Regions from separate parts of the Mus musculus genome. Here all the other regions are linked to region 3. The links are chromatin contacts, called in public Hi-C, capture Hi-C and promoter capture Hi-C maps. All regions are on one chromosome and are shown on one strand. Each heading gives the region's core, a stretch centred on a gene start, on an enhancer-like site or on the middle of the called end of the contact. The rest is flanking DNA. Distances are from core to core; before and after follow the strand shown. Region 1 overlaps Sec14l1 (SEC14-like lipid binding 1). Region 2 holds the start of Mgat5b (mannoside acetylglucosaminyltransferase 5, isoenzyme B). Region 3 holds the start of Tmc6 (transmembrane channel-like gene family 6). Region 4 has its middle 30 kb from the start of Gm39478. Region 5 holds the start of C1qtnf1 (C1q and tumor necrosis factor related protein 1).

Region 1 (4,324 bases), core at 276-2,775, 620 kb after region 3:
TCATGCTTGCTGACATGCCACAGCCTCTCCATAGCTCTCACCGCACAGCCAGCCACCCAGAGCCTCAGAGCAGCGTCTACACAGGCATCCACTCCCGCCATACACTCTCATGGCCACTCGGATTTGGCACACATCTTTAGACACTGTTACCACACACACACAAGTAGATCCTGGGCCCCCCTCCTCTGGAGATCAGCCACCTGCAACTTCTAGACAGTTCGCTAAGAAGCATGCTTTCCCCATAAAAGCCGTAAAGCAAGGATCTGCTCCAACAGCAGGCTCTGGGGAGTCAAGATCAGGGGAAAAAAAAGAAAGAAGAAAAAAGGCAAACTAGCCCCAGCCTCTGACCTGCTTCTATGAAACGCAGAAGAACAAGTGCAGATCTGCAGCCCCTCCCCAGCTACACCCCACTCCCTCATGCACACACACAACACCTACACACATACCCAGCATCCACCCACATGCCGAAGGCCACTGCAAGCCATGCACCCCCCTGGAGAGCATTGCTAGAGTTTGCACTGCCACACTTCTAAAGGCAAGTGTGACCTACTGCTTCCAAACACCCTGCTGAGAGCTGAGGACCCTGGGTGCTAGGACTGAGGATCCTGGGTGCTAGGAAGACTGAGGACTCTGGGTGCTGCTGGGAGGACTGAGTACCCTGGGTGCTAAGGGCTGAGAACCCTGGGTTTTGGGAGGACTGAGTACCCTGGGTGCTAAGGGCTGAGAACCCTGGGTTTTGGGAGGACTGAGGACCCTGGGTTCTGAGAGGACTGAGGACCCTGGGTGCTACGGGCACAGAGCCGCCTCCTGCAGAAGGAAAGGCAGCACTCAGCAGAGGGAAAGAATCCTCCCCATCCCCTCCACCAAGTTCACGGACAGAAAAATTTTGCTCTGAAAAATATCAAAAGATTTGAAGAGGAGGAAAGAGAAAGCAATGTTTAATGATGGCGGTGTTGTCAGGATTCACGAGGAGCCCTGGCAGCCCCTCCTGGGCTGCAGTGTCTGCTCGGGATCAGGCTGGCTCTGACCCAGCACTGGGTGCTCCTCAGGCTGCCAAGTCCTTAGCGGAAAGGGACCTCAAGAGCTGTTCTGGATCCACAGGCCACCTCCACTAACAGGGAGCCGAGAGGACTCCGCTGCAGCTTAAGGGCTGCCTGCTGCAGCTTCGGTTCCGTGGAGGAGGAGGTGGCGAGTCTCTGCAGGGTGTCACACAAGTCATTCACTAGTGGACAAGGTGGAGTTTGTTGGTAACATTTTTTGCATCGACAACTGAGACCAGTCAGTCTCTTACTGTAGATAAACTACTTTTCTTTCGAGAGCCCTTGTGCTCTGGTTTGATTTTGTGCACGCTGTATACAAAATCTATGGCTATTGAGTTAAAGTTAGGGGTAGAGTTAAAACTACCTCTCAGGATGGTCTGGGGACCAGGTGACTAGTGACCATCTGCAGATCTAGCTGCTATCTAGAGGGAGGAGTCTGCACATCCAGGGGTGGGCGGAGTCTGCACATCCTGGGGTGGGCGGAGCACAGCAGCCGGGGCGCCCGCCCTCCGCGCAGGCGCAGGCTTCGCGGCACTACCTGGAAATCATGGAGCTGGATTGCGACTGGCTGGAGGAGGTGGTGGCGGCACTGAGCTGTGAGAACCCGCTGTGGCTAGATTCCAGGCTGGTCATGGAGCCTCTGCAGATGTAATCAACAAAGAACCAGGAGTGAGGAGCTGCTCTGAGCCGCCCCAAGCGAGCATCTCTATCTGCTCCCCCCCCCCCCCCCTCCGTCGGCCCTTGTAAAGTTGGGACAGGACATGAGAATCAATGGAGGAATCCGTAGTTTGCCCCTCGGGTGACACTGCACTTAGCAAGTGCTACACTCCCTTTCCTATGGAGAGCTGCAGGCAGTGAACAAGTAGTCCCTGCTGCCAGAGCCTCCCTCTCAGGCACAAACCTGAAATCTTCAGAGCCGATCACTTCTGTGTAGTACATGACTTTGCACTTGTGGGAGGAGACCTGCAGGGAGGCCAGCACGTCGTCCACTCGGGGTAGGTTGGTGGCAGCACATGCTGGCATGGTGTGGAATTTCCACTGTAGGATGTAGAAGCCTGGCCACCTGGTCACATGGGACCCCTGCAACAGTGAACAGCAGCAACTCAGGACATTCCACCAAGGGGAGGGGTGTCCTGAGCCAACAGCCTAATGATGGATGCCCTTCCACCCACTGAGGCAGCCTATGCGATGGTCTGTCAGGTGTTAGGAAGGCAGCATGCACCTTGTCTACCACCCTCAGCAACCTGCAACCTCTAGAGAGTACCAGGCTGAAAGTGCCTGGCCAGGTGGGAGCTGTCAGAAGGGCCTGTCTCTCTGACAGAGACAGCTAGGTCAGGGAACAGCTTCTCTGCCACTCCTGTCACCTTCCTAGCACACAGGGGCAATCTGTTCCAATGACTTCTTCCATTCTGGTTTAATGATTCAGAGGCAGAGCCAGCTTTTACGATGGGAAGACTCCCTTTACACTGCATCACAGACCGCATGCACTGGCAGCTGGCTTCTGAAAACCTCAGCTGGAGGACAGCGGGCAGCCACTGTGTGGTCAGAGGCATTGCAGGAGGAAAAGAAGTAAGTGGGCATTCAGTGCCAGAGGTGAGCCAGCACCAGCATACAGAGAGAGCCACAGGGCCAACAGGAACCCTCGCAGTATAGAGATGTCATGGGTTTTAGCAAGAGCTGACAGTGCCCTCTGCACGTTCCCCTCTTGCTTCTGTCTGTGTGACTTCCCTCTGGAGGCAAAGCCTAGTTCCCTGTCACCTGGCACTTGGGTGCATGTGCACTTCTGGGGAAACCCACACTTTACTAAGGTCTCGTGCCTCTCCTTCCTCTGTGCCCTGGGGCATCCTGAGTCTTTCTGGCACTAGGCAGACCACCTGTGCCATTCTGGTGGCAGAAGCCACATGGGCTAGAGGGCCAGCTACCGCCTTCTCAGGACAGAGTCTGCAGCAGTGCTGGCTGGCAGGCTTACCTGCACGCTCTCTCCTTCTTTGCAGATTAGAGGAGACTCCACCATGCTATAGTCCCGGCCCAGCTGCCAGACTTTGTCTATCAGCTGCACGTTGTTGCCTCCTGGGGAAGTGATGCTGTGAGCCCCTAGCGAGTCCTTCTTGGGTGGCTGGGGAGACCTCTTGGAGTGATAAATGTTAAAGACGATGTCCCCTTTGCACACATCAAAATCCCAGGTGATCACTGAGGAGGCGTCCACAATCTGAATGAGAATCTGGAGAAAGAGATCCGCTCAGCAACCAATCTGAGGCACGGGGCCTGGCAGCGAGCGCTGGGGCAGGAATGGGCTCTCTGGGGGCTCTCTGGCTCAGATGTGTGAGCTGGCAGAGAGTAGGAGAGATCACATGGGCGCGTCTCTTCGCCACAGGTCACTCAGTCATCTAGATGCCCACCTGCCAACGTATCCAGCACTCTATCAAGCAGTGTTCCTGACCGCTAGCAACCGGAGAGCCTCCTTACTTCCCAACAAATCAAAAAAGCATGGACGGGAGACTCAGTGAACTGCCTCAGGCTGGGAGCACCAAGGCGGCAAACTGAAGGGTGGGCAGAGTGCAGAGTGCAGTGCTAGCTGCCACACAAGGTGCTGAGGGGAACGGACGCACACAAGTGGGTGGTGAGATCAGCTGTGACCTGGGGTGACTGCCAGGGATGCAGAGTGTCAATCCCAAACCTGGAATTTATCCTGAATCACCTCAAGTGTCCAAGAGGGACAGAGCAGGCCTGTGAGGAGGGTGTGTGTGTGAGGAGGGGGTGTGTGTGAGGAGGGTGTGTGTGTGAGGAGGGTGTGTGTGAGGAGGGTGTATGTGTAAGGAAGGTGTGTGTGTGAGGAGGGTGTGAGGCCGCACTGCAGGAGTGGCTGTGCAGTCCACTGCCTTGTCTCCCCTAACCCTTCCATGACCTCTGAAGGGCGTAACAGCAGATCCAAGAGCCACAATGGCCCCTCTCAGAGCAGGAGGTGCACTAAAGGATGGATGCAGTACGCTCCCTTCATCAGAGCAGCTCCCCACAGGCAGGCCTGGCCAGGACCTTGGCCCCTGTGCTGACAGACCTGGGACTCCGACATCAGCCTCTAGCCTGGGCAGCACTGCCTCTGCTGGGCACTTTACTTATCCCTCAAGGCAGAATGTCGCTTTCACTGTTCCAACAATGACTCACAGGAAACACGACAAGCCCTGAGCCTTGCAACAAGATAAATCTGACAGCTGCCTAATAAACAGTGAGCCAGGGCCCCTCCACCGCAGCCTACCTAAAGGCCCCTACATAAGGAATGAAGGAGA
Region 2 (4,517 bases), core at 1,818-4,317, 860 kb after region 3:
CTCCGCTCTGTCCCCAACCTAGGGGACTGTTTGTTGTCTTTCTGCAAGACTTGCTGTACACATTTATTTAATCTCCATTATTTTAAACCGACAGAGTAGTGTTTAATTAAAATTTGGTTCATTAAGGAAAACACATAATTGCCAAAGAAAAGAAGAAACAAAACAAATTTCGAGCCCGTATTTAAGGAAGCTGTTAGAAACTGAGTCGGGGAGGGAGAGAGGACCTAGACTCAGAGATTCCCAAGAGCTGCTTCAGGAGCAGCCGTGCCCCTAATTTGTTGGGGGATCATGGTGAGCTGCAGTAGGAAAGATGGTACAAAGGACACTTCTCTTACTTTGGAGGGACCTCACTGAATCCCTCCAAAGTAAGGGAAGTGGGGTTCAGAGCACACTCAGAGAGATCTTATGGGAGACTGGCAACTATCCTCTAAGCCTAAGGATGAAAAAAAGAGGGGGAGGGGTTTCCGAGTTCCAGTCTCTCAACCCCCACCCTGACTCAGCCATAGGACTGGGTTTCAGGCTGGAGATACAGGATGCTTGACATGAGGAAGGTCTACACCCTCAGCCTGGACTTTGAGGCCCCAATATACCTCTTAGCATCTCTCTACCAGTTACCCCACTTGGAGTCCAGGGAACCCCAAAAGCAGTAGTCATGTATAATACATATGATGGTCTCAACCACACAGGTAACATCTCAGGGGCACCTATAAAATAAAGGCCTGGCCAAGAACTCTGCTAGAGACAGCATTCCCAGACCTCCCTTGGGGATAAATGAAGTTAGGGTGATGTAATCAGATAGCTGCCCCTGGCCTTCAATCTAAAGTTCTGAGGGGGCCTGAAGAAGACTGGTTGCTAAGGGTCTCCACCAGCCTAGACAGGAGGTGAAGTTAAAGGGTTGGGAGTGAGTGGCAACTGATCTGGGAATCCTGTCTTCAGGCACACAGGAGGGAAAGCGGGCTCAGGGCGGGCTTAGGGCTGAGGGCGCTGTCTGTGGTGCTGGAGACCGCTGCTTGCAGTCATTACACCAGGTCCTGACTTCAGAAACGGGGGAGGGGGGGAGGTAAGGGGGGGGGGTTCCAGCGGGCTACAAAGCTGACTAGGGATTTGGGACCAGCCAGAACCCTCTCAAGTTGCAGGAATCCAGTATAGCTCTGGAAAAGCCAGAGTCTTTCCCTGGGCATCTTAGGCCAGGGATTTCTGAGACACTTCAAAACCCTGCCCTCAGTCCTCCGGCTCTACAGACCTTTGCATTCACACAGACAACCTGACTGCTGCTGTCCCCAGAGGCTGCCATCTCAGCCCCCACAGAACTGGCCCAGCATGCTGATGGCAAGAGGCAGGTGGGCCACATCACCTCAGCCCCAACCCAGCTGGGTACAGGAGGTTGTCTGGAGGTACCGGGGATCAACCCAGAACCTGGGAGAAAAGCCAGCACCTGCCTTAAGGTTTATGATCGGACTCCACCTGTGGCCTAGTCCCGAGTCCCACCCCCACAACGGTGCCCATCTCTCCCTCTGTGTCTTCTGAAGCCCAGCTGCCAAACAAGGCAGTACTTCAGGCCTCCCAGACACCCTCTCCCCTAGTCTGGCCTCGGGGCCTAGCTCTGCTGGAGTCTGGGGGAAGGAAGTGGGGTCCCTTCTTGGACCAACAGGTCTTAGCGAGTCTCTCACAAACTGCACCCCTGCCTGGCCAGGACTGTCCACGGGAAGGGAGGGAGGGAGGGAGGGAGGGAGGGAGGGAGGGAGGGAGGTGTTCCATGCACCTGCTATGCCTATCTAGTCTGTTGGAGATCCGCGATTGGGAGTGAATCCCTAGCAGAAGGGGGTCCTTGCCCCAATCTTGGGGACGTTCCTGTCAGACCCAGGTTTGTCCCCCACCAGGAAGATGAGTGAGATGCAGGGGGAGGGAGGGGGAGAGGAAGGGGGATGAACTAGGCAGAGGATGGGCGGGCCGACCTAGGAGACAGGCGGGACACCAGGGGTGCTTCCTAGGCACCCCACAGTAACTTCGCAGCTCAGATAGGACCGACAAGAGATGAAAAAGACCGCAAGGGGCAGGAAAGGGACTTGCTGGCTGGGGCCACTTTGGAGCCCAGGACCTTGATCTTGGTGTTTTCTGACTCCATGCTCACCTCTCTATACCTGATATCGTTCCAATCTTGGTCAACTCAAGAAAGATCCAGACCCGCACCCCCCCACACACACACATACCCCAACCCTATCTAATTCCGTCTTCCCATCCCCATGGCCCTCATCGAGAATAGACTCGCGAACCTCCTTTGCCACCCGAACTCGCACCCCCTGAGGGGACCGACCTCGCCCAGCTCCACCATGAGTCCCCTTGGGGAGGTCTTGACCTCCCTGCGCCAACCAGTAGAGAACTTTACCGAAAGGGTCTCAGGGTGACCAGGCATCTTCTGACCATTATCTTCCCATCTGGGTTGACTGTGATCATTGTTCAAACTTGTCTGGGCGAGAAGCCGGGGGCGAGGCCGGACGCACCGTCCTGGGCCCGGCTCTGACCGCCTCGGGAACCACGAAGCCGCTGCGGGCCGAAGCCGGGGGGTCGCAGCACCGAGGGAGCGCGGGGCACGGTGGCTCTGCAGCCCCGCGCGGGGCACGGCGCGGCCTGGGCGCGCAGGGCAGGGGTTCGGCGAGAGCTTGGGGCCGGGCGCTCTCTGCGTCTCCGCCCTCCCCGATTCACATTTTGGGGAAGGCGAGGCGGCGCGCCCCCAGATCGCCGGCCGCGCGTCTGCCTGCTAGGCTCGCTGGCTGGGCGGGACGGCGCCGCGGCGCGCAAACGGGCTTCCCGCGGCGGGCGCCCTCATTCCCGGGGCCCGCGCCCTCAGAGCCGGCTAGAGGCGGCCCCAGGCCCGCACCCCGGCCCCCCGCACCTTCCGGCCGCGCCGCTCTGCAGCCGCGCGCAGCGCCGCGCCCATGGCTTTGGGAAGGAACGGCTGCGCGCTCGCCTGCCTTCGTCCTCGCCCGCCCGCTCGCCCGCTCGGTCGCTCGGCCACCCGCGCTCCGGGCTCCGGGCTCCCGCGCGGCGCTACAACCCGAGGCGCCGCATTGTTCCCTCTGAGGAGGCGGCCCGGGAGCGGCCTCGCGTTTCCTCGGCGCCTGAGCGCCATCTGGTGGCCGCAGTCTCGCTGCGCTCCCTCCCCGGGCTGTGCGAGGAGGAGGGGGACGCGAGCGCGGGAGCCATGGCTCTGCGCCCCTCCCTGGACCATGCAACTTCCTAGGGCATCCAGCAGACCGGAGAGCCGAGGCTGCTCCGGTAACTGCATCGCGCAGGGGAGATGGGGCGCGGAGAGGGGACCCTTGTCTCTCCTGCAGAGCACGAGCCACCACTACCACCCCCAAGAGCTTCCGTACCTATGGCTTCTCACCCGCTGATTCTCTCGGCAACACCCACCCACCCTGAGAAACTCCCCGAGTCCTCCCACTTCTCACTTGCCTATAATAAACTGGGGCTGTGGCATTCATGCCAGGAGCCGTCAGCTGTATGCCTGAGGTCTAGCCTTGGACCCTCTCAATCACTGAGTTAACGGGCTTTCTAGTATACAACTAATGACCAAAAAGCTCACCAAGGCTCTTTAAAGTCAATTCCCAAACCCACAGGCTTAAATTTTAGCATTGTTGAGCCCTGCGCACACCATCCCTGCGTGTGTGTGTGTGTGTGTGTGTGTGTGTGTGTGTACTGTCCTGTCACTTCCTCACTTAGAGTTGATGTGAGTTTGGTCTTGACAGCCAGGAATGAAATTATCACCCAGGCTTGTGGCAGCTGGAGGCACCCAGACAAGATGCATGATTTAGAGGCCCAGCAGAGACCCCATCGCCCTCAGACATTTCCTTAGCCAGCTGGCTGGAGTGCCCGAATTTCCCTCCTCCATCCGTCACTCTTTCACTGAGGCACGGTCAGACTGCCCTTGCTCAATGCAAATGTGCTACCTAGCGAGCGAGCGAACACATCAATTCGCCAACACCAATTTATCGCCTGTTTTCTCGTTGGCGGGAGTAAGGCAACTAGGTAACAGGTGAACGCTGGTGGAGAAGCAGACAAAGCAGTCACCGCTGGTAAGGAAAGGCTCAAGGGAGGCAGAGAAAGCTGCAAAGGGCCTGGGGATGCCAGGGTGCTTGGATGGAACCAGGTTAAGATGGAAGAAAACACGGGTGTCCTAATTAGGTTTCTGTTGCCGAGATAAATATCCTGACCAAAAGCAACTTGGGAAGAGAGGCTATGCTTGGCTAACACTTTCCCCTGGCAGTCAATCATGAAGGGAAGTCAGGGCAGAAACACAAGGCAGGAACCTGAAGGCGGGAGCTGACAGAGAGACTGTGGGGGTGTGTGTGGGTGGGTGTGTGCAAAGGCCGTGGGGGAGTGCTGCTTACAGACTTGCTCTCCAAGGCTCCCGTCTGCTTTCTACACCACCCAGAACCACCTGCCCAGGGCGGCACCAGCACAGTGAGTTGGGACCTCCTACATTATTAATCAAGAACATGCCCACAGGCTTGCCT
Region 3 (4,390 bases), core at 10-2,509:
GCTTTTTGTTCTATTTCAAGACAGGGTCTCACTGTGTAACTCTGATTGTCTTGGAATTCATCATGTAGAGCAGGCTGGCCTTGAACTCACAGAGACACTTGCCCAAGGCTGGGATTAAAGAAAGGCCTGTGTCACTATGACTGGCTGGCAGGTTATTTTTGAACTGACCGCCTTAAGGGCAGGCACTGCCCTCCCTGTTGCTATGCCCTGGCCAGGCTCTGGCACCAAGCCCAACCTAAGAGCTGAGGAAGCAGCTTCTTCAAGCACGTCACTCGTCATCCACTGACTAGACCTTTAGGAGTCATCTTGGCCAGTTCCCAGTTCTGGGAGCCCTAGCCTTTCCTCCCTGTTCACCTCTTTTAAAACCTTGTTGTCTCAGCTCTGGATTCTGAGTCTCCGCCTGTGTCCCTGCCCACAGGCTCTGTACTCCCAACAAGTTCACACAGGAAGGCGCCCCAGGAAATGGCTTTCAAATTGGGCCAAAGTCGTGCAAAATTCAGAGTAAGAGCAAGGAGTCAACTAGGGGCTGAGGAGGGCTGGGTCTGCAGACCAAGACTTCCGGTGCCAAGGCGCCGCTTGGTAAACCCACCCAGGCACGGAGAGACAGCTGCGAAGAAGCGTCGCCCTCCCCCCTCAGGCTTCATCTCCTTCCGGTATCCCACACGTTTCCTGGGGTCTGTTAACCTTCGTGTGTAGGAGGGGACTTGTTTTTCCCTTCTACTTCTCACGGTCACCGGTCACCCTGTCTGTAACTTGGGGGAAGCGGTTCTATGGAGCATCTTGGTGGCCAGGTTCCTTGCTCCAGCTGGTGACACCTGGAGGCTGGTGACACTTTCTCGGGTTCAATTTCCTCATCTGTGAAATAGAAAGGTCTTTGACTGTCTTGGCACAGCAGGAAGCAGTTTAACCCTAGCTTTAGAAACAGACACCACGCCCAGGGCGGAGCGGGCAGTAACTCGTTTGCTCAGCCTCTGATAAAGAACAGTTAACCAGGCTGGGAGGAGGCGATTACTCAATCCCGCGTGGGAAGGCTAGGGACTGGTAAGTGACCCCGGGACGTGGAAATGCCGTCCCTCTTTAGAAACTCAAGAGGAATATTAGTGACTCCACCTAGGGGTTGTATACATCCAAATAGTGGGTGGGACACGCCTACTTTACTCAGACTTGAGGGTGGAGTGCTGGGGTGGAGTCTGAGGCTGGCTTGCACAGGGCACTGTTTTGGATGGGCGGGTCCTACCGGTAGGCAGGAACGAGTCACGTGACCTTTGGGGCCCGGTGCCACGTGGGCGGGCGGTGAGGCTACCTCCAGCTGCCAGTCTGGAAACCATCAAAACTATGTACCCTTAATTACTGTGTGCTGATTCTCCTGCTGGTGGGGCTGAGACCTCGGTTCCCCGCGGCGGGTGCGCGCACAGGTGAGCCAATCTGGGGAGAATGGGGCTCCTCTACCCAGAGGGGCGCTGGGACCCTGGTGCTGGGGCGCAACTGCGGTGTAGGGGCGGTTGCTATCGCCAGGTAGTTGACAGCTTGGGTGCGGGTTTCTGGAAACTGCCGCTCCCGGCCTCTCCCCATCTGGCTCAGGGTGCAGGATGGTGCGCCCCGGAACAGCGCACACCTGGCTGGTCCCAGGAGGACCTGAAGATCAGGAACCCAGGCAGATCCGGAGCCCCGGCCCGTAGCCTCCGGAGCACCCAGACTACTGAGGAGAAGAGGTGTGGGCCCGCCCGGGGCCTTGAGCCTGAGAAGTACTGTGGCCAGGGAAAGGACCCTGGAACTAAAAGGGCACCACCTCTCCTGGCTGCTTTCCACCCGGGCGGTGCCACCTCCCGCCGGCTCCAGCCTGGCCTCTCCCTGCAGTGCTCCACTGCAGCGCAGGCGGGGGCGTGCCGGGTGCCAGTCCGGGTTGCGTGGGGCTCTTGGCCGTCGGGGGAGCTCCAGAAAACTTCCCTAGGCGAAGGCAGGGAGGACCGGCGGACATGGCGGGGCGGGGGCTTGCCTTCTGGAGGGCGATCTTGCAGGAGTCAAGTGATTGACTGCTCTTTCCGTCGCGCTTTCCCTCAGGGCCCTGGGCCAGGAGAACAATAAGCCCCTAACAACGATCTGGTTGTAACTGTGCCCGGTGACAGAGCTGGACAAAGGGTGCTTGTGTCAGCTCAGCTTCTCTCTCCAGCCTTCAGCTGAGTTGGGAATGTAGGGAGTCAGCCTCCGGAGGACGCGAGGAGTCCAGTGTGTGGACGCTGCCTCCGGTGCTGGGGGCAGGACTTTGCGGCTGCCTGGTCGCACTTCCTGCTGGTGAAAGCACATTGGGGTCATAGGGCGGGCACAGGGAAGTCCTCGGAGCCTTTCAGCCGCTGCTCTAAAAATGATGAAGCTCTAGGGCCCTCGCCTGGGAACAGACCAGAAACGGGTAGTGTTTACAGGCCTCTCCTTTTTCCCCCAGTACTAGCAACATCTAGGAAACCAATGGAGGAGCCGCGGCCTCACCCTTCCTTCCTGTTTTCGTCACTCCCCCACAGCCGGTCATGGTGGGAATGTTTGGGCCCACTTGTTTTAACTGTGAATTTAGCTGTGGATGGGGTACAGGGTGGGGATTCCTGTAATGTGTGTCTGTGCCTAAAGTATGGCCCCCAAGCATTGAAAGCTGGTTTTGTCTCAACAGATGGGCTGTATGGGGTTCCACAGGCTGCGTCCAGTCTCTGAGCTCCCCTAGGTCTGCAGGGTATAGCACAGCCATGGCTCAGTCACTGGCTTTAGCCCTCGATGTCCCGGAGACCACGGGAGACGAAGGGTAAGTGCCCTGGTGCCGGTGGCCTGCAATGTATTTGTGTTACCCCTTGGTGCAAATCATTCTGCAAGTGGGCGGGCCTGAGTTTGGATTCCCACACTCACTCCTCCCTCGTAGCCTGGAGCCCAGCCCCTATGAAGAAAGTGAAGTCCATGACTCCTTCCACCAGCTCATTCAAGAGCAAAGCCTTCGGGTGGCGGAGGAGGGGCTGGAGCTACTGCCCTTGGGTCTAGGTAAGCCCAGGCCTGCCCTCTGACCAGGTGTGGTGGAGGACCTGGGAATATCTGCTGTCGTTTGTTACAAGAGTGGATTGGGTGGGGTGGGCTAGGTAGAACAGCTGAACCACAGCGTCTTTTCATCCCTAGGCAGAGGTGACCAGACCCTCCCAGGACTTGAAGGTGCTCCTGCCCTTAGCTCGGCCACTCTCCGCATCCTGGCCAGCATGCCCAGCCGTACCATTGGTGAGCCGGGTCCTTTGTCCTTGTGCTGGCCTTCACCCCAGCTGGGGTCTGTGAACCCAGAGTCAGTTCTTCTGGGCTCCCAGCTTTCCTGTTGCTGGAGCCTGAAGCTCAGCATAGTCCTGGGTCATTATTGGACTCTAAACATGACCACTTGCTACAGCTGGGGGAGGGAGGGAAGATAGGATAGGCTCTTGGGTTTCTGGTAAAGGGTTTTCCCTCAGTCCTGGTGCTGAGAACTTTTCAGAAGGGCATGAGGCTAGTCCCCTTCCTCCTCTCTAATACCCTGCCACCGGATTTCCAAGGTCGCAGCCGTGGGGCCATCATCTCCCAATACTACAACCGCACAGTGAGGCTTCGGCGCAGGAGCAGCCGGCCCTTGCTGGGCAATGTGGTGCCCTCTGCCCGGCCCAGCCTTCGCCTGTATGACCTGGAGCTGGACTCCACAATCTTGGAGGAGGATGGTGAGTTGAGTAACCCAGCCAGCTGGCTGGGCAGGAGCTAGAACACAACAGGGTCAGCAAGTCTCTTTCTACTGCTGCCAAGGGCATACCAGACTAGTGGCCCCAAGGGCTGCTTTTTGCATACCAGACTAGCGGCCGAGGTCTTTTCCAGGGCTGGTATTTAAACCCCACTCACCATTACCACCAAATCTATCACTGAGTGCAGGGGAGCCTTCCAGCAGGCAGTGGTGGTCAGTAGCTCCAGTAATAGCTCTTAGCTTACTTCTTGCTGGGTGAGACAAATAGGAGCTGAATAAACGGGTGAGCAGGAGCCTGAAGCTCAGACACAAGCGCAACTGGAGAGGACTCCAGGAGGGCGAGCTGGGAGCAGCCCAGCCCGGGGCTCCTGGGAGGCTTCCTGGAGGAGTTAACTGGAGTGGAGGAGGCAGGTGCCAAGGCCCACAGGCTGGAACAAACCTGGTTTCGTTCAGAGCCAACGTGGAGAGGCTTGGGGGACAGAGGCAAGCCCGCGCGCGGCTACTGACAATGGGAGCTGAGTGGCTTGCAGTGTCGTGGGCTCTATTTACTTTGTCGCCTGGCCGAGGCCATGTCCCACCTTCCAGAGGGCCTGCTCTCCCTGGCTTCTTTCTCCTTTCCTCCCCTCGTCTTCCCTTTCTGTGGGTGTGAACTGTGAGCATTAGGCA
Region 4 (4,130 bases), core at 1,137-3,636, 550 kb after region 3:
TTCTTCTTCTTCTTCTTCTTCTTCTTCTTCTTCTTTTTGTTTGCATGAATGTCTGTGCATGGTGTGTGTCTGTCTGGTACCCTCAGAAGCCAGGAGGAATCATTAGAGTTACAGATGGTTGTGAGCTGCCATGTGGGTGCTGGGGATGAAAACTGGGTCCCCTGCAAGAGCCTTAACTGCTGAGCCATCTCTCAGGTCCTGGAGTACTCTCTTCATTATTGATAGCTATGTCCTGTGACATACACCACACATGTCAACACACACGTGGCTGGGAGCCCTGAACTGGAGAGACCGTCGCCTAGGACACCGGCTGGCCTTATCCAAGTCCAGACTGAGGGCTTCCCAGGATGAGCATGGGGCAAACAGAACAGAGTCAGAGGCCATTTCTTTCCCACCCATTTCCACAGCACCCCTCTCCACTCACACCCTCCTTGGCTCTAACGTCAGAGCCTTTGTTTTTGAGGTCCTCTCTGCCCATGGCTTTTGAACTGTTGGTTTTCTCTGGCTGTTCAAGCCCCCAAGTCAGTCCACCCCTCAGTTGTAGGAGCTTCTAATAACTCCCCATAAACACACACCACCGCAGCCTGGGGAGCTCGGTCAGCAATGTCTTGCAAACAGGATGACCCGAGTTCAAAATCTCAGAACCCTGGTAAAGAGCCTGGTATGGTGACGTGTGCAGTTTCAGCCCAGGTGGGTCCTCAGAGCTCGATGGCCACCTGGCCTACACAACAAGCTCCAGGCTGTTAAGCGACTCTGTCTCAAAACATGTGGTGGGTGGTGCCTGAAGAACAATAGCCAAGGCTGTCCACTGGCTTCTACATGTGCGCACACACACACATACAGACACCACATCTCCTGCTCAAACCCATGTGACAGGCAATGCTGAAGGAATCAAGTGGCCAGGTGGTGTGCTATTCTCCACTCTTCATTGTAAGCTTCAAACCCAGGCGGGTGCTGTGAGGGTAACAACTGTCCACGGAGCAGGAGAAAGTACCGACAGGATAGATCAAATAAGGATCTAATAACCAGCATATATAAAGAGCTCCCTCAACTCAATAACAAAGCAACTTGACTCAAAAATGGGCAGAGCCTGGTGTGAAGGCACACACCTGTAATCCCAGCACTTGATAGGCGGAGGCAGGACCATCAGGGGTTCAAGGCCACCTCAACTATTACTAGTCTTATAACCAGCCCAACACCAGCTACACAGGGAGAATGGTGTCCCCCACAAACGCCTACCACCCCAGACTCTTACTCTGGTACTCTCACACCCCATATCCCCATACCCCTACCACCCCATACGTCTATCCCCCCCCAACACAGAGAGCAGTGTCTGGGAGAAAAGGCTCTTGGGCAAGCTATATGGCTCAACTGGTAAAGGTGCTTGTCACTAAGCCTGATGACGTGAATTCTGTTTCTGCACCCAAATGATGGAAACAGAGAACAGATTTCTTCAAGTTGTCCTCTGACCTCCACACGTGTCAGGGCAAATGTACACAAACACAGATAGACTCTTTTTTTTTTTTTTCTTGAAAGGAAAAAAAAAAAAGGAAAGGCTTTTTGTGGATAGAATGTGGTGGCTTAAGTTGTGATCATCCCAGCTGCCCAGAGGCCTTAAATATCCTCATTTTTAGAAAGGCAGAGGGAGATCTGAGAGAAGCCGGTCACGAGACAGCAGAGGCAGAAGCCAAGAAAGCCGACGCTGCTGGAGCCACCAGGAGCTGGGAAAGCATTGGGCCAAGAGCTGCTTGGAGCTTCAGAAGGAGCTAGCCCTGCCCAGCTCGTTCTGCTTCTGATTTCTGACCTGCAGAGCTAAGCAAAGTCACAGCAATCCATCAGTCACAGCTGGAGCCCGCCAGAGGCTCTGCGGCCAGCCCAGAGGTGGGAGATGAGAGGACTGAATGGGGCAGTGAGCCTCCAGAGAGCCCCGGTTGTCTGCCTGCCCCGTGGCAGAGAAGACCTGGGACCCTGGTGTCTCACTACACAAACCAGACCCCAGCCAGGAGCATACATCCAATGCCAGGGCAGTTGGACCCTTGCAGAGAGCCATGTGTGGATTCCTTACTGGGCAGTGTCTCCCATGATCCCTGTCTGTGACTGCCCCATTGGCCTAGCCTTTCTCACCCTCCCTGTCCTCTCCTTGTCCCCTGGCTGAGTAGAAAGCTCCCTTTTAGAGAGTCAGCCTCTCTCTCTCTCTCTCTCTCTCTCTCTCTTTCTCCCCACCCCGTGCTGAAACACAAGCGCTTGGAACAAGATAAAACTGCTTAATTTCTAAGAGCCACAAAGCCAATCCAGAAGACTGAAAAGAGAAACCACGCCGACCCTTGGCTGAGAACGCAGCATCCCGTGCCTCTGGGGCCTGTCTCTGCTCAGTGACTCATGCCAGCCCTGCTGAGGAGCCTGAAGCATTTGCCTGGGGAAATCTCTGAGAGGACCCCGGGCCAGCCCCACAAGGTGGGAGGGGGAGCGGAAAGGAAAAGAAAGGACAGGGCAGAGCTAAGGATGCCCACTCAAGCCCTGAACCTCTTCCCTGCGGCTAGAAGGTCCCATGGCCCCAACCAGGGCAAGACCACACCCTTGACCACACCTCCTGGGCAGCAGGGCTGGACCGGCTTCAGCCACCAGTCCTTGGGGCATCCAGCCAGCCAGGTCTCCATCCACTGGAGTGCCCTGGCCCACAGCCTCCCAGCGTGGAAGCAGGGATGGAAGGAGGCAGCTTTCATAGCATCTGACACTGAGACAGAATGGCAGGATACAGCACAGCCAGCTGGAAACGGGGAGCCAGCCAAGTGCACACCAAAACCTCAGAAGCCCACCAAGGGGAGGGACTCAGTCTCACTCTACAGATAAGGAAACTGAGGGCAAGCCACAAAGTAATCTGCTCAAGGCCACCCTGCAGGGACAGGGCAAGAGCCTGACTTCCCCGGGGACTGGGGTTAGGATTAGGGCTCCAACTGACCCTAATTAATCAACTGGGTGAAGACCAGGCTGGAGGAGGGGTGGGGGTTTTCCTCTTCTGTCCTAGTCTGGCCATTTACGGCTGAGTTTTGGTTAAGAAAACTTTTGTAAAAATACATCCAAATGAAGGGTTCCTAGAGCGACAGTCATGCCTAGCATGGTGGCCTGTGCCCAGATCCAGTTACTCAGGAGGCTGAAGTAGGGTAATCCTGAGTTTGAGATCAACCAGGGACACATAGCAAGACGACACCTCAAAATGAAAAAAAGAAAATGTAAATGTCGGGGAGAACTGCAACTGTACAGCACCTCCAGGCACAACTGAGGCCCTGGATTCCATTCACAGCCCCCCCAAAAAAAAAGAGGGGGAGGGGAGGACTGGTCTTTGGCCGTGACCCATCCTAAGAGAAGGCACCACGTGAGGATGTAGCTCACTGGTAGAGTGTATGGCCCTGGCACAGTACCCTGGTCCATTCCCAGCATCACATAAACCTGCGGCAGGTTTGTAATCCCAGCAACCTGACCATAGAGGCAGCAGGATTGGGAGTTCAATACCATCCAGGACTACACAGTGAAATTGGGGCCAGGTAACCTGCCTCAAAACAAACAAAAGGAGAAGGTCTCGCTCTGGTCCGGTGCTGCGCTGTCCTTGGCTAAGGGCACCAGTGAGGGTCGGGTGGTGAAGGCCAGGATCCAGGGCTCTCAAAGGCTGCTTTGTTCTCTGGTCAGCCTGTGAATCTCCAAGCTTCCACCCTTGAGTCTCAAGGGAACCACCTCTCCCTCATGCGAGCCTCTCAAATACCCTGCTGTCACCTACCTGGGCTGGGCCCTGTCATGCACAGAATGAAGGCTGGGCTGGACACATGTGTGGCTTAGTGGTTGAGGAGGCCCTGAACCCAAAACCCAGTACAGCCGCACAGACAAGTGCAGGCCCCTGTCAGCCAGCCGCTAACACAACTGTCATTTTACAGCTGGTCACGAGGAGGTGGCAGGGCCAGGCTTCCTGGGGGTGGGGTGAGGATACATCACCACCTGTGCAGGCCTCGGAAGCAGCTGCTAGTGTCCCCTGCCATGTTGCCTCTACAAACTGGGCAGAAAACCTCGCCTATCTACTAATCATGCTGATCACAAGCAGGTTTCCCTCCCGGGTTTCGTGCTGTGCCCGACAGGATCAC
Region 5 (4,511 bases), core at 368-2,867, 650 kb before region 3:
GGGGGCACCGAGGTTCCCTTGTTCTCAGCCCTCTGGTTCCCTCTGCAGGTTTCCCTCCTCTCCAGTGAGCACTGGAGGGGCCTGGTAGAGAATACACAACTCCTCTCACACTCCTGTGCAGGCAGCACACAGTTGTTGCACTATAAAAAGCAGAGTCGGCAGTTTCTAAGGACGTCACTCACTCCCAGGGGGATCCCAATGACATTTCTCAGTTTTTCCTTTTTTTTTTTTTTTCATTGTTGTTTTCCTTTTCATTTGGTTACTTTGAAACTGCATCTCACTCTATTTTCCTTTGGTTACTTTGAAACTGCATCTCACTCTATTTTCCTTTGGTTACTTTGAAACTGCATCTCACTCATGGTCTCTGTCAGACCATGCTGTCTGGCTCAGGATGGCTCAGGCTAGGCTCAGGCTAGCCGCAGCCTTTCTGCCTCACAGTCTTGAGCCAACATATTCCGTGAAAATTAAAGTTGGTATTTGGTTGTGGCTGTTTCCAGTACTGGAGAAGCAACCCCTGACCTTTCACACGCTAGGCACTACACACCCTGCGTCTGATCCACATGCCGAACCCTGTTGTCAAAGCTGAAGAATCATGTTCTGTGGTCTCCATTCCAAGAAACAGGTCACAGGAACAGAAGGAGTCGGAGAGGCAGCTCCCTCTCACCCTTCCCAGAGACAAGGGTGGAGCCAGGAGTAGCTGGATGGGAGGAGGCTCTCCAGGGCAGGGAGCAGCCTGGGTGGGTGCATGAATAGATGGGGTGGGACTCAGGTTAACCTGTAAGTTACATCTTCACCCACAGAGATGCCCAGACTTGTGAGTCTAGGTGGACACAGGCTGAACAAAGGTCCTGGGGCATCTTAGAGTCTGCAGCCAGCCCTAGCTCAGGGCTACTCTTAGCACCATAGGCAGCTTTTTTCCTTCCCAGGAAGGTCCAAGGAGAAGGGATATTTGTTTTTTCCTGCCCAAACTGGATGTCCTCCAGGAACAGCGAGGCTGTTAGAAGAAGGGGCCAGAGTCCACACTTCCTGTTCAGTGTTGGGGTTCCAGCTGACCACTGACAGATGGGACAGACCTGATCCTAGCTGTCCCAGGTGATACGGACAGGCATGGGGTGGCACAAGCTGGGAACAGAGCTGCTCTTTCTCCTTCCACACCCTCTAAAGAGCATCCGGGTAAAAGAGAGACACCCCACAAAACAGTGGAAGAATGCATAGTTGGTCCTGTCAGCATCCTACCCGCTAAAGAGCCCGCCCCCTGCACGCTCCAGGGAGCCCCAACAAGCTGCCTCTCTGCACAGCCAATCTGTGCAGGGGGAATTAGCAAGAATAACTCAATGCTGTCCCCAAAACTTCTGCCCTGCTCTGTCTGCCCCTTTGCTGTAAGTCCACATCACATCTCACTCCAGAGAAAGCGTCTACTCAGTCACGCCTGGGCACCCAGATGAAGCCACGAAGACGGAGCTCAGAGGCATGGGAGTCCTTCCCGGTCTGTCCAAGCCACCTACCTCCTTCCAGCTGAGCCGGCTGTGCAATGAAATCCTCCAGCCTCTCAGGGCTCTCGGGGAGGCGTCTCTTAGAGCATCTCCCAGGGGCTGAGCCTTCTAGGCTAGGTCAGGAGGGGAAGCACAGACGTGTCAAAGCAGAGAGAGAGAGAGGGAGGGAGGGAGAGAGAGAGAGAGAGAGAGAGAGAGAGAGAGAGAGAGAGAGAGAGAGAGAGAGAGAGAGAGAGAGAGAGAGCCCGAGGGAGAAAAAAGTCCCCCAGGGGGAAACACTTAAGGAGGAGGAAAGGGGGAGGTGCAAGGCACAGCAGTCCCAACACCTTTATCTCCTCAGCTGCCTCCAAGGTCTCTTTGGCCAGAAACGGAAACGTGGTTTCTCTCAGAAGTAGAGGAAGAGAGGAAGAAAGAGGGACCAATACAAAGCGCCAACCCCAGCCAGATGTGAGTTGTGGAGGAGCCTAGACCGCTCCTAGTGCTTTCTATCCAAACAGCAGCCGCCAAGAATTAACTGTGTGTGTGCCCGGCTGGCTGGCTGGCTGACTGGCTGTCCCTACTTCTGGACGCCCCAGGGAGCTGGCACAGGCTAGAAGGGGATGGAGGTGGACGCTTCTGTTTATCTAGAGGTCTTTCCAGATGTGAAGGTGGCTGTGAGCCCAGGACGAGGATATTCCATGCAGGACAGAGACCTGCAAAAAGGCAGAGAATCTCAATTGGTGGTAGGAGCATTGATTTAGGTGTGTGAGTCCCAGCAGTGGTCCCATCTGAGACCCTTGCCATCAGGGCTACTTGTACTCCAGGGACCGAGGGTAAATTTGGTATCCATGATTCCTTTGTAGCAAAATGGCAGGTTGTGTGTTCATGCAAGTATGTATTGGAAGGGGATCACTCAGTTGCTAAGAGTCTAGAGAACCCTATGAGGCAAAGGTGGGCAGGCAGCATCTGGAGGGTCCAGGTCCTCCAGTGAAGCCCTGGAGTGTGGTGCTGGGCCAGCACTCTGCTCTGGACATTCCTTAATCTTACACACATGCCCTCGTGAGTCTCCTCCTGTGGGGATCATGTCCCAGGCTTCTACAGATCAGTCCCTCCTAGCCTCCATCCCCAAACACTGAGTCAGAAAGCTTGCTCTGGGATCTTATTACAACTCTAAAAGAGAGAGGATCTGAACTGAGATATGAAACTACCCTGGTGACATCAGACTCTGAGAGCGCCTTCTCCCTCCCCCTCCCTCTCCCCCTCTCTCCCCCCTTCTCCCCCTCTTCCTCTCCCCTTTCTTTTCTCCTCCCTCTCCCCCTTTCTCCCTCCTCCCTCTTTCTCTCCCCCCATCTCCCCCCCTTCTCCCTTCCCCTTCTCTCCCTCTCTCCATTTTTCTCCCTTTACCCCTTCCTCTCTCCTCTTTTTCTCCCTCCCTCTTTCCTTCCCCTCTCTGCCTCCCCTCCCCACCCTTCCTCCCCCTCCCACCCCTCCTTTCCTCCCTCCTCTCTCTAGGCAGGAGATGCTGGTTTGGGATAGCCCAGGCAAAACAAACAGGCTGCACTTTTCTACTCTTTGCTGTGCCAGCATAAAGAAGGGCCAACAGAATCGAAAGGGGAAGAGAAGGGGTGCAAGCCAGTGCCCCCATCATCTCCTCCCAAGGCTGGGCATAGAAAGGCAGACGTCAAATCCCAGAATGGCCCAGGATGGAAGGAGAAGAGGGAGGATTTGACGTCAGGCAGAAGTCTGTGAATTCCCACAGGCTTCTCCAGAAATTCCAAATCCAAGTGCCAACTCATGAGAAGGAAAGACATTGCTGGCCCTCTGGTACCCGGCGGAGCACTTAAGGACGCCTTCAAGAATACATAGATGTGTTCCACCAGAGATGTGGCCAGCCCCAACCTAGCAGCCCTGAGGAGAGTTCCTGTTGCTTGGCAAATATCTAAGACTGAGCAAATTGCATCCTTGGTTATCTATATAGGAAAAGGCAAAGACAAGATTCCCCTCATTCCTGTAAGTGACATGCCGCTTCCCACCCAGCACATGGACCCAGCCTGTCCCTTGTCTCTCTGTCCCCAACATCTTTCACAGTAGAGATGCCAGGGAGAGCAGGCAGCAGAAGCAAGAGGGACCCTTAACCCCACACCCCCTGTCCAGGGCTGCTGCAGGGTCAACAAAGAGTCTTGGAAATCTTGTGAGGAGAGAATGCAGCATTGCTTTTTATCATGGTCCCACCCAGAAGACTCAGCTTAGTGAAAACCTGGCTCAGAGCAGTACAGCAGGATTCATACAGTTGGGCATGTGACTCAGGAGAGGGACACACACACCCAAGATGGATTTAGGATGGAGGTTGGGAAAGCAGCACTCTCTAATGTAATTCTGAGATGCCAACCTGGGGGTCAAAAGCAGAAGAAAGGTTTAGAGATTCACCAGATGATGGTCAACTCCGCAGCTGGCTCATTCCAACAGGAAGTTCTGCATCCACCCAACTGGTTTCCAAACTCACAGGATTGGTGCCTCATGGACAAAGCCAAGCTGGACTCGGTGTCTCTAATCTGGAATCAACTGGGCCAGATGAACCAGAGTGAGATGGAGATTTCCCAGAAAGCGGCTAATGCAGGGGACCTGGAGCAGCCCTGACCATTCTTCAGGGCAATACATGAAGGTCATGTGGTTTCAGGACAGTTCAAGTCACATTGTACTATTAAGTTTATGTCAAACTCGGGGAGACCAAGACTTCAGGTTGTTTTGTATTTGGGAGATTTGGGGTGGGGTTTGGTTAGCTCGCTTCTGTTTTTAGTTTCTGGTTTCCTTTTGCAGTTGCATGTATTAACCAGGTATGCTGGTACATGCATTCAATTCCAGCCCTTAAGAGGCAGAGATAGATGGAACCCTGTGAGTTTGAGGCCAACCTGGTTTATTTAGCAAATTCAAGACCAGCCAGAGATACACAGTTAGACACTGTCTCAATAAGTAATCAAACAAACAGAATTACCGTGTGTGTGTGTGTGTGTGTGTGTGTGTGTGTGTGCCATCTCCCCA

Evidence for each region. Promoter capture Hi-C pulls out the DNA fragments that hold promoters and counts their contacts. Hi-C and Micro-C count contacts between places; a contact is called where the count stands out from the background. Capture Hi-C pulls out chosen DNA fragments and counts their contacts.
Region 1: a promoter capture Hi-C map of embryonic stem cells shows a contact between it and region 3, with 3 times the contacts expected there. The contact joins the enhancer-like site here to the promoter of Tmc6 in region 3. A contact is called at or near these places in 2 of 39 promoter capture datasets (cranial neural crest and embryonic stem cells), 1 of 484 Hi-C or Micro-C datasets (embryonic stem cells), 1 of 115 datasets of contacts at active chromatin or transcription factors (pancreatic cancer cells) and 1 of 9 other capture datasets (embryonic stem cells).
Region 2: a capture Hi-C map of macrophages shows a contact between it and region 3, with 6 times the contacts expected there. The contact joins the promoter of Mgat5b here to the promoter of Tmc6 in region 3.
Region 4: a Hi-C map of uterus shows a contact between it and region 3, with 4 times the contacts expected there. The contact joins the enhancer-like site here to the promoter of Tmc6 in region 3. A contact is called at or near these places in 4 of 39 promoter capture datasets (cranial neural crest, embryonic stem cells and neural stem cells), 1 of 484 Hi-C or Micro-C datasets (uterus), 10 of 115 datasets of contacts at active chromatin or transcription factors (T-cell acute lymphoblastic leukemia, embryonic basal ganglia, embryonic forebrain and 7 more) and 2 of 9 other capture datasets (embryonic stem cells and pancreatic islet).
Region 5: a promoter capture Hi-C map of liver shows a contact between it and region 3. The contact joins the promoter of C1qtnf1 here to the promoter of Tmc6 in region 3.

The regions. Positions count from the first base shown.
Region 1 is chr11:117,154,157-117,158,480 of GRCm38.p6, reverse strand. It overlaps Sec14l1 (SEC14-like lipid binding 1), which reads right to left. Exons shown (of 16, transcript NM_001166506.2): 14 at 3,010-3,261; 15 at 1,942-2,120; 16 at 1-1,680. The coding sequence ends at 1,575. Among named protein-coding and RNA genes, the nearest start is that of Sec14l1, 41 kb to the right of the region's middle. Within about 2 kb of position 1,525, at least 57 of the 459 cell types and tissues checked have an H3K27ac peak or open chromatin away from gene starts, as enhancers often do. A contact at or near this core is called in embryonic stem cells, where this site is marked.
Region 2 is chr11:116,917,413-116,921,929 of GRCm38.p6, reverse strand. It overlaps Mgat5b (mannoside acetylglucosaminyltransferase 5, isoenzyme B), which reads right to left and starts at 3,067. Exons shown (of 18, transcript NM_172948.3): 1 at 2,387-3,067. The coding sequence starts at 2,454.
Region 3 is chr11:117,777,561-117,781,950 of GRCm38.p6, reverse strand. Tmc6 (transmembrane channel-like gene family 6) reads left to right here and starts at 1,259. Exons shown (of 20, transcript NM_145439.3): 1 at 1,259-1,415; 2 at 2,660-2,788; 3 at 2,903-3,018; 4 at 3,151-3,246; 5 at 3,549-3,707. The coding sequence starts at 2,733. It also overlaps a transcript of Tmc8 not described here.
Region 4 is chr11:117,233,872-117,238,001 of GRCm38.p6, reverse strand. It overlaps a transcript of Septin9 not described here. Among named protein-coding and RNA genes, the nearest start is that of Gm39478, 30 kb to the left of the region's middle. Within about 2 kb of position 2,386, at least 80 of the 459 cell types and tissues checked have an H3K27ac peak or open chromatin away from gene starts, as enhancers often do. A contact at or near this core is called in pancreatic cancer cells and uterus, where this site is marked.
Region 5 is chr11:118,425,563-118,430,073 of GRCm38.p6, reverse strand. C1qtnf1 (C1q and tumor necrosis factor related protein 1) reads right to left here and starts at 1,617. Exons shown (of 4, transcript NM_001204129.1): 1 at 1,506-1,617. Gm35598 (a long non-coding RNA gene) reads left to right here and starts at 1,713. Exons shown (of 3, transcript XR_880340.2): 1 at 1,713-1,940.